Linked DNA regions of Zea mays: region 2 is linked to region 1. Evidence: chromatin contacts called from public Hi-C data. All regions are on one chromosome and are shown on one strand. The core of a region is the stretch at or near the end of the contact, and the rest is flanking DNA. Distances in the headings are between cores, read along the strand shown.

Region 1 (5,590 bases), core at 1,664-4,163:
TGGGGGTATCCATTGTGGATCAGAGCAAAGCTAGATCAGTCGCCCGTTGTCGAACGACCTTGTTGTTCCTATCCACCTTGAAGTTGGCCAGGAATTTTGCCTTTGCTTCTTAGATCAGCTGCTCCTTGTGCTCCTCGAACTGGAACTGTTCGTCAGCAGACAAGGTTTCCCAAGTCGGCTCTATGATATTGCTAGCGGAAACTTCAGAGTTATCCTTTGAACCGGCCATTGAGGGTCGATCTTCATAGGTCTATATGAAATGTCCCCAGCGAAGTCGCCAAAAAGTGTGTTGGCGCCGAACTGGGCGCCAATCACTATGAGGGAAAATCGGCAGCGGTGCTCTCTGCACAGGCGCGGACGGTCCGCGGCCAGGGGCCGGACGGTCCGCGACCTTGAGCACGGCTCGTGTTCCCTGCCCGACGAGCCGGGCGGTCTGTGCCTATAGGCCGGACGGTCCGCCTGTGCGTAGGGGTGGCGAGGTTCGTCGGCGGCGCCTGAATCTCGCTCCCGGGAGGGACCCCGTCGGGGAGGAGAGATCCTAGGTGTTGTATAGGCTCGGCAAGCCGACCTAGACACCTCTAATCGACGTAGAGCTGAAGAGAAGCGGAGAATTTGGGGATTGGAAGACTAAACTAGAACTACTCTTAATGCCTAAGGTAAAAATGAGAGATAAACTGATTATTGATTCGATTGTTGATGATTAATCGGTTGTATTTCTTTGTATTTATAGAGGAGTGGGCTGGACCCGTTACAAACAAATTTACCGAGTTAATTCTGCGAATCTAGCCAACAATTGTACAAGAAACTCGTAACTCTAACTAACTCTGCGCGCGCGGACTGTCCGCACACCAGTGCGGACCGTCCGTACCGCGGAACGTCCGCAGGGTCATTTTGCTCTCCAACATCTTGTTCTTTTCTTACCTCAATTTCTTTATTTCCAGGGGTATTCAGATTGCCAATTCAGTACAGAGTCGTTTCACCTTTAAGCAACTACTCCTAGTCCTAGGAAGCAATTAGTACTACAATGGTGGTAGCTTGTACTGAGAAAAATTGCTCCTTATATTTAGGAATAATATAGCACAGAGCTGAGCATCGATCATTCTAACTAATTGAATTTTTGAATTTTCTCATGGTATTAATCTGAATTATCAGTATATTCAAGCGTCAAGTATTTGTAAAAAAATTGTTTAGACGTTGTGTTTTTTTGCGACAATTACACGCAGGTGTGTTGCGTGCTTTGGCGGCAAAAAAATCTCTCCATTAATCTCCTTCCTAAAAAGCGTGGTTAATCAAATAAATAACCTCTTGTTCGTTTTCTAATATGCGACAGCTACCGTGTATGGCAAACTTTATCATAGCCAGCCCTAGGCAGAGATACGGATCCCTTTAGTCCTTGTTCATTTGCAAGTGGATCGGAGAGTATTGAAAGATTAAATCTCATTATATTCAATTTTCAATATAAAAGGATTTAATCTCCGCCAAATCTGTTTTAATTCCCTCATAATCCTAACAGAATAAGTCATTAGTCTATCTTCAGCAGCTTATGCATTCTCATACTTATATTTAAGGTACACTCTGCGAACAGTGTAGTCTACAATGCAAAACAGTGTTTTTGATGACCATATAGGTGAACTGTTGGACATGGTCTTAAGGGTTTGTTCGGTTAAGGGTGGATTAAGAGGATTCAAGGAGATTTAATCTCCCTCAATCCCATCCAATTCCCGCGCAACCCAACAAGACTAAAGGACGTGTTCGGGAGAAGGGGATCAAAGGGGCTAAAATCCTATTATTATTTAAATTGAATAGTGTTAGAGTACTCGTTGGGGTTTTGATTGTCTACTCTGTATTTACCCTCTCGCCCCTACTGTAATGGGTCTGGCTCAACTACCGAGTATATTAATACAATACCTAACCCCACTAAAAAGTTAGGGTTTCCCACATGGTATAGAGCTAGGTCACGATATTTTTTTTTCAACCATCGCTGCCCTCTCCCCAACAGTCATTGCTCGCTCCCCTTCTCCCATCCGTCGGCCGCACTCCTTCTCTCAGCAGCCGGCCACCCTCCCACCTTCCCATGCGCCGGCCGACTGCCCGCCCCTGCGCCAGCCGCCTCCTCCCCGCCTGCGGCCGCTCCCTGCGCCGTTGGCCGCCGCCGGGGGTGCCATGGCGGCCCCGCCCTCTTCCCCCTTCCCCGAGGATCCGGCTCGTACCATGGCCCACCCGGCCGCCGCCGCGGCTGCTGCTGTCCAGCAGGCGCGCGCAGCGTTGGATGCGACCGTCGCCGATGTGGCCTCGCCTGCGCGCAGCGCTGCTGTAATACCCAACTTTGGAAATAAAGAGAGGAATAAAATTTTATGTGTAATGCCTTCTCATTCATAAGAACTATTAGGAAACATATTTAAAGTAAATAATACTTCAATAAAATGTGCATTATGTTGGAGTTTTGTTTGCTTGTACATTTAATAATAATAACAATAATATTGATAAAAATATAATAATGAGTTGAGAATTTTGAATTGGACCCCAAATTAAAATTAGGAAATTGAGAAATAGAAAAGGAAAGAAAGAAACACTAGTCAATATAAAATAAATTTATAAATAAATAAATTTATCCCATCATGGCATGACTCAAATCATACATTCAAAATTTAGTACAAATTCGCCACAATATTTGAAATTCAAGTTGAAGTTCAAAATAAGAAGAAAAGAATAAAAAAAGAAAAGAATAAAAAAAGAAAAGAAAGAACTTGCGCTGGGCCTAATCCCCTGCTCGGCCCACCTTACTATTCTCCCACACGCGCGGCACAAACTCCCTCTTTCCGCCATGCGCCGACAAAAGGGCCCTACCGGGCAACCTCTCTCTCTCTCTCTCGCTTCTCCTCATCCTTCCACTGGTTCGCGGGGCCTGCTTGCCAGTCGGCCATTTCCTCGTGCACTCACCGTTTCTCCCTGACGCATGGGCTCGGCCGGTCAGGACCTTCTTCTCCACGGAAATTGCTCGCGCGTAACAGAAGTCATTACTGTCGCGAGCTACGGAAGGCCGGACTCCCCGAACCGCACGCGTATGACCCGGTGCCACACCCCTGCTCCTCATTAAAACAGTGCCGTCCTTCCTTCTCATGAAGCTAACCCCATACTCACCATTTGCGCCGAGCACAATTGGGTGAGGTGGCCGCCGGCGCTCCACAAAATTGCTAGAATTTGGGCCTTGGTGAGTCTCTCGGGTGTGGTGTCTGGGGGCCGGGGATCATTCCGGGTGGATTGCGCGCGGCGGAGGCATCACCACCATTGAAATTGCTCGTCGGAGCAATTACTTCACCGTCGAGCCGCACTTTCGAGTGGACGGACTTCTTCATCGCTTGACCGCCAGTGAGTAGTATCCCGTCACCTCCGCTATCTTCTTCTCCATGCGTAGCGCCGTTCAGGGGGTCGGATAGAGCACTATTTCACTTGGTTGTCGCGCACCGGCGGAACTACCGCCGTGGTTGACCAGCGGCGCCGCCGTCTTACGTCGTCGAGGTAGGGGATGAACCTCAGTTGTGGGATCTTAAACCTAGGGGTGAGATTACATCTCATGTCCTAGACGGCTTGCGTTTGAGGGATGCCGCACGATCAGGATCGTAGGGCCAGGGAACTATCACGTTTACGTAGAACTAAATCTGTGGGATTCAGATCGGACGGTCTCGGATGCGTAACGGTTCAGGCGGCAGGGATTTAATCGTAGCCATTCGTTTTGATCAGACAGTCAAGAAGCCCACCATACCCCTTCGCGTATGCAGATTTATAAAAGAACCCCTAACCGTTACCTATATCAACCCGCAGTCCAGGTTAGGTTTAAGATCATCAAAGAAGAGTCATGTTTTTAACACTGTGACCCCTGGCATCTTCAGGAATTAGAAGTGTAGACAGAGAGCTCTGTTTGGTTATAAATCAATTATAGAAAATGATTTTTAATATAAAAATAATTCTAGGATTTGTTTAATTCATAGAAATTCCATTTTAACTCCTTTTTAATCCATTCCAGTTGCATTAATTTTGTTTTACTATTGTCTATATCACCTAGTAACTTTGTTTATCCATGAAACTTGGATTAAAATTAATCACTTGAATTACTAGGCACTTAATAACTTCATAAATTCATAGCTCGATAACCGTAACTCCGAATTTAGTGATTCTTGTTCCTACGATCTCGTTACAACGCGTAGAATATTATCATGCATTCTAATCTGTTGTTTGGTGTGATGTTAATTTCTGCTATACCATGTTTTCTATATTGTTGCAAGTAGACGAGCAAGCCACAGAGGATCCAGATGTTCAACAGGTAGAGACTGCTGAGCAGGAGCTCGTTGAAGGCAAGTTATGCCCTTGATCACTTCTATTTACTCAATAATGTTCCTTTTAATCATTATGATCTGCATAGGTTAATTTTGATGGGACCCAATAGGTTACCCTAGTTTGGCTACCTTTATACCTTGTTTACCACTGAATTTTTGGGTAGTACCTGCTATTGCTTTATGTGGTTTTGGGTATGGAGATTGAAAGTCGCCTAGAGGGGGGGGGGGGTGAATAGGGCGAATCTGAAATTTACAAACTTAATCACAACTACAAGCCGGGTTAGCGTTAGAAATGTAAGCGAGTCCGAGAGAGAGGGCACAAAACAAATCGTGAGCGAATAAAGAGCGAGACACGATGATTTGTTTTACCGAGGTTCGGTTCTTGCAAACCTACTCCCCGTTGAGGTGGTCACAAAGACCGGGTCTCTTTCAACCCTTTCCCTCTCTTAAACGGTCCCTCGGACCGAGTGAGCTTCTCTTCTCAATCAAACGGGAACCAAACTTCCCCGCAAGGACCACCACACAATTGGTGTCTCTTGCCTCGGTTACAATTGAGTTGATTGCAAAAAAGAATGAGAAAAAGAAGCAATCCAAGCGCAAGAGATCAAATGAACACAACAAATCTCTCTCACTAATCACTAAAGCTTTGTGTGGAATTGGGAGAGGATTTGATCTCTTTGGTGTGTCTTGTATTGAATCCTAGATCTTGTAAGTAGTTGGAAGGTGGAAAACTTGGATAACTTGAATGTGGGGTGGTTGGGGTATTTATAGCCCCAACCACCACAAAGTGGCAGTTGGAAGGCTGCAGTCTCATGGCGCACCGGACAGTCCGGTGCGCCACCGGACACTGTCCGGTGCGCCAGCCACGTCAGCAGATCGTTGGGGTTCGACCGTTGGAGCTCTGTCTTGTGGGCCCGCCTGGCTGTCCGGTGGTGCACCGGACAGGCCCTGTAGGCTGTCCGGTGTGCCACCCGCGCGTGCTCTGCTCCTCTACGCGTGCATGCGCGCATTTAATGTGTTGCAGTCGACCGTTGCGCGCGAAGTAGCTGTTGCTCCGCTGTCACACCGGACAGTCCGGTGTGCACCGGACAGTCCGGTGAATTATAGGGGAGCAGATTCCCGAAGCTGGCGAGTTCAGAGTTGCTCTCCCTTGGGGCACCGGACACTGTTCGATGATGCACCGGACAGTCCGGTGAATTATAGCGGAGCTCCTCTGAAAATTCCCGAAGGTGAAGAGTTCAGTCTCGAGTGCCATG
Region 2 (5,590 bases), core at 2,211-4,710, 150 kb after region 1:
AACATAGAGAAATTCAAAAGTGAAATACATAGTTGTCTGCCGTCTCCTCAAAAGGTGAATATATTGCTCAACCATTCCACCGCCTCGTCTACTAAGGATCCAACAGCCCATTAGAATAAAATACTATGCCTCATCGAACTTGATCTTTTTCGCTGATGGTTGAATGCTCCCTATCTGTCCAAGTAACCAAGAACATAGCAGACATTATAAGAAATATATAATACGACGAAGGTAGGTATCCAGAATGATAAAAAAATGATCACAACCTACCAAAAAATAGGATCACATGGCTTAGATGAGTGAACTAACAAACTACTGAAAATAAACAACAACAAAACTGAACTAGTAATCCTATTTTCTATTTGCAATTTATACGAGAAAATTGAAACATCAATAGGCAGCAAACATCATAACGTTGGAAAGGTAGCAAATAATGTGATAACAAAGCACTTTCTCGTGCCTTCTTTTGGATTTTAAGGCTTAAGATTTCTAACTCCAAGCCAAGCACAATTATTCTGAACTCCAAACCAACAGGTCACAGTCACACTTCATCGTGTCAAGGGGAGAGATCCATTAGTCTTTCCAAAAAGTACTACTGTTGCTAATAACTAAGTCAACCTGCCACTTAAGACCCTTTTTCACGAGTGAAAAGCAACAACCCACAAGAACTCAATTCCATTTGCATAAGAAATTTGTATCTGCCATGTTTTCTCCTAGTTAATGTTAGAACAATTTTCATTAACAACCTTTCTTACATAGTATTTCAAAGTCCAGATAAAAACTAGAACATACAAACCCACATCTTCAATTGGCAAAGATTAATAAACGGCAGATAATAGCATTGTTATGATATTACGACTAAAACAGGCTTGTGCAAAAGTTATCCTAACCGCTATCAAGGATGTAACTTGTAAGGACTATATATCCTGTTATGAAACGTAGTGAGATCCAAATCCCACAGATTTAGTATGATGTTTTGAACTAAATACTTAAATTTAAAGCATCAATTTAAACCCTGATCAGCTGCACTTTTGCAGCAGCAGCTGCTCAGTTTCTACAGTAGCCGCTGGGGTGCTGCAGCAGCAAGCAGCTCAGATTGCTGCATTTGGATATGTTATCAAGAGATGCCATTAAATAAACTGAAAGCAGCAACAAAAGGTTTACTTACAAGAGCTGGACACTCATAGTCAATACCAGCTGCCTTGATTCTTTTGCGACGCTTTCCATCCCGCTTTACAATTCCTTCAACCATCTTTTTGTGCTCTGCTACAGTCTTATCCTGGTGACAATATAACTATTCAGTGCAATGCACATTAAGCTACAATTGTAGCTAGCACTTAGCAACAAATTACCTTGTTGTGTCTCTTCCGTTCAATTGCTACTCGATCAACAGGTATAAATCCCCTTCGCACCCCTTTCCATCTGTACAAAATTGAGGCCAAAAGCATTTCAATCCAATTTTAAAGTCTAGACAAAAACAAAGAAACAGACAGCATGCACAACTCTGAGCTACTTCCTCAGATCACAAATATAAATCCATTAAGTTTTGGACAACAGTCATCAGGGCTACAATCCAATGACACTTTGATTATCAATATCTTATAAAATAGTCTTATTAAATGAGAAATATTTTCGTAATGAATATGGTAATACAAACCTAGTGCTAAATATATAAAATTTTAGATATTGGGAGTCGAACATTAAAAAATTAAGTTGAGACAACCCTCGATGAACTTATATTTGTGATCAGAGCAAGTACATCAACAAAGTTTAAATAGATATGCAACTATATTTCTGTACAGACTACAGCTAAAGTGCTAGGTTCCATATCAAGCAAGCACATAAAAAGAACAAGGATACCAGAACACTTCCTTAAAATGTCAGATTATGTCCTCATCTAAAACTTTATTCCCTAAGCTCTAGTTTTTTATTTGAAGTTGCAGTCCCATCATCCAAGACAAACATATACACCCATCCAATGCAAGTACATAACGTCGACTTGACAACTCAGGCACCTAGTTGATTGGTGCACAAAGTCATACATGCAAAGTGTAAGAAATTCAAGCCGTATTTTTTGTTAACACAAAAATATTAACACTGGTTATTATCATCTCAACCAACTAAATGTTTTAGTATTTGTTTCAGAAGTCCATGTTACGTTTTAATTTCAACAGATATATGTGCTTTTTGAAAAGCTAAAAGTCACTTCTGATAACCAATGTCACATCAAATGCATTTGTGCCCATGTCTTCTCACACCACAAGCTTATCTGAATAATTAAAACCCAGACTACATGGAAAATCAATTCTACTTCTCCCATATTATAAGGATAAGCGCAAAAACAAACAGAATATAGTAGTCAAATCTAATAGGCACTTAGAGAGCCTTACAATTTAGGATGAACTTTCTCTGGCTCAACAAGTGCAACTTGCAAGGTGCGCTCAAACAAGAGATAGTTATTCATCTCATCTGCTACGACCTTTGCCACCTGTTACACCAAAGCACATTAGCAACCAGCAAATAGCATACATTTGCTGCAATTAGATATGAAATAAGGTTCTTACAGCAGGGTTCTCAAACTCAATGAATCCATAGTGCTTGGACTTTCCTGTCTGAAAATATCATGAAACCATAAGTTATGGGCTCACCAAAAAAAAATAGCACAGAAATCATGGCATGTGCCATTCTAAACATACCTTGCGGTTACGAGCGATCCTAAGCCTCTTAATATCCCCAAACTGCTTAAAGAACCCTGCAACAATAGCAGCAGCAACAAAAGAGTGCCTTAGCACAATGACTCGTGCATCCAGCACTTTAATGTCGCATTAATATTTCACCACCAATGGAAGGAAACATACCTTTCATCTCGTCCTCGTAGAAACCATGGGGGATATGCCCAATGTAGACGATTGTGGCTGTGTTTTCGGGCTCTTCAGGCTGCTGCACCTTCAGATGCTTCTTACCGGGGCCTCCTTCCAGCGGCTGCACCAAGCGCAAGACGCAACAACACCACCAAGGATTAGCACAAAAAATGGACCTATTTTTCCAATCTCACGGAAACCCAGGAATGGTGTGTGAGAACCACGCACCAGGAAATCCTTGCCCTCGCCTGGGCGCGGTGCCGCGGTACGGCGCGCGAGCACTCGCTTCTGGTTCCGCTTCTTATCTCGCATCCCCATCTCGCCGGACCCTCCTCCTCTCTACCTGCACAGTCCTGCGGGACGCCGCCGTTCGCGAGAGTCAGCGAGGGTGGCAATCAGACCAACGCGGGAGGACCTCAAGGAGGGTCAAATGGAACTGAGAGATTCGGTGGGCTTCCCGTACCTATACTGCGTTCGTCAGGCGCGGCGGAGGCGGGAGGCGCGGCGGAGGCGGAACTGGAGGCGACGCGGCAGGGAGAGACGAGGCGACTGGCGAGGAGCCGTCACGAGGATGGGCAAACGAAGGAGGGGTTAGGGTTTGGGCATTCCGGTGCGAGGGTAGTATTGATGGACCTGCGGCGGATGTCTTGGGCCGCGGCCCAAAATTAGAAAGACTTATGGGCCGCTTGCTTATTTTATAGTACATTTACAGGATATGCGGTCCTTGGGTCTAGTTGGTTGTGGTTAAGTTGGACCTTTCGCGACTCTTCAAACTAGCGAGACAAGGAAAGATTAAAACAACCTTTCCTCTTTATTTGAAGAAGAAACACTCCATTTAGTTAGAGACACATTTCTTCCTAGCTACCGGAAAGGAGAGAACGGGAGAGAGACAGATAAGCCTTTTTTTGGCCTTCTAATTTAGCTCGATTTCGGAAGACAGTTCTTTCCTTTTAGGAAGTAGCTAGTAGAGGAGCCATCTATTTGGTAAATTTTTTAAGATGATATCGAAGAGGGGACCGACTAATATGAAAGCAGATATTATGTGCAAACGTGTAAGCAGCTCTCTTGATCCGTTAGATCTAGATCTAACTGTATGCTATACTTAACATTTAAATCATCACACCACCACCTCGTGTAGCTTTATAAAAAGTTTCTAACAAGCCACGATTATACATACGGTTGGATCTAAATCTAACGAACCAAGAGGACTGCTTACACGCTTGCATCTAATGACTGCTTGCATATTAGTCATTGTCATCGAAGAGATGTATCAAAGAGGGTCTGATTTTGATAATTAAATATACTCCTCCTGTCTAAATTATTACAATTTTACCTTCAAATATGGACAAACACTTTGTCTAGATAGACATTTCGTCTCAATCCAATCAGTTCTGGACTATTTTTCTTCTCGCTTCCTTCCCATATGTTTTCTCACCTTTCACATTCTTTTTTCTCCTTAGACTACCTCCAGGAGACTCCCTCACTCTATCCTTATTTAGCACGGCCAACAATATACAACGAGATTGTGCATCCATCCCGTTTCTAGCAGACTCTGTATCCCACTAGATAGGGTTGGAAAATAAGCTCGAGTCTCGCGAGCCAGCTCGAACGAGCCGAGCCCATTTTTGCGAGCTCACTTTTGTAGCGAGCCAAGCCGAGCTGGCTCATTCCAGCTCACGAGGCGGCTCGCGAGCTATGTCAAATTAACCAATTTATAGAATAATGATAAATATTAGATAATTTTATGAATAATAACTCGTTTTTAGTCTTTGATGATGAATATATTACAATTATAATTTAAATTACTTATAATGTTGAATGACGGTTCCATATTTTGAATTTTTATAATGTTAATTCACTAAATAATGCAATAATAAGTATGAGGAAATGGCTCGCGAGACGAGTCAAACCTCTTTCTCTAGCTCGCCAAGTGGACAAGCCGAGTCGAGCCGAGCCTGTTTAGTAATCGAGCCGCGTCGAGCGAGCTTGGCTCGGCCCGTTTCCAACCCTACCACTAGGGGTAGATATCAAGCCATCTCGGCTCGATCGAGCTTGAGCTGGCTTGGCTCGACTCGTTAAGCAATCGAGCCAGAGAACCAGCTCGGCTCGTTTGCGAGTTCGAGCTGGCTCGTTTAGCTCGCGAGCCACAACAAAAAATAATGTACATGTATATATATACAACAATATAATTAATTACTAGTTAATTTCATAGTAATTTAGCACTATAAAAGATTAATAATACTCATAATTCCATATATCACACCATTTAAACCCTAAATTAACATAATTTATTCCTTATTAATTAATCCAATACAAGTATAGGCTTTGTTTTGCTGATAAATGCTAGCTCATTCGAGATAACGAGCTAGCTCGAGCTCGTGTCGAGCTGGCTCGTTAACGAACCGAGCTGAGATGTTAGCTCAACTCGTGACAAAATTGAAATGATCCGAGTCGAACGAGCTCACGAGCCACGAATATTTTGTCGAGCCCTATATCCCACTCCACATCCTCATAATTCTTTGCGTGGAGGGAAGAGACACCGGAGGGATGGGGAGCCTGAACCTGCGGCACGCATTTTACACAGCCTTATACGGAGTCTGCTAGATCGCTGAACAATAACTTACATCATGTAAAATAGGGATACACGGCCACATACGGAGGCTGCTGGAATTGGTCTTAAGGTTGTCCACAACGGATCATATAAAATAGAAGATTTGTATTGTAGATTA

What was found. A called contact is a pair of places that touch in the nucleus more often than the background predicts.
Region 2: a contact with region 1 is called in a Hi-C map of ear, with 2.5 times the contacts expected there. The contact joins the promoter of LOC100856944 here to the enhancer-like site in region 1. A contact is called at or near these places in 2 of 25 Hi-C or Micro-C datasets (ear and tassel).

The regions. Positions count from the first base shown.
Region 1 is chr4:79,835,153-79,840,742 of Zm-B73-REFERENCE-NAM-5.0, forward strand. No RefSeq gene overlaps it. Among protein-coding and RNA genes, the nearest start is that of LOC103653429, 60 kb to the right of the region's middle. Within about 2 kb of position 2,914, at least 16 of the 20 cell types and tissues checked have an H3K27ac peak or open chromatin away from gene starts, as enhancers often do. A contact at or near this core is called in ear and tassel, where this site is marked.
Region 2 is chr4:79,989,442-79,995,031 of Zm-B73-REFERENCE-NAM-5.0, forward strand. LOC100856944 (MKI67 FHA domain-interacting nucleolar phosphoprotein-like) reads right to left here and starts at 3,461. Exons shown (of 9, transcript NM_001254830.1): 1 at 3,325-3,461; 2 at 3,090-3,214; 3 at 2,859-2,982; 4 at 2,697-2,752; 5 at 2,565-2,612; 6 at 2,391-2,488; 7 at 1,353-1,422; 8 at 1,169-1,279; 9 at 1-174. The coding sequence starts at 3,179. The coding sequence ends at 124.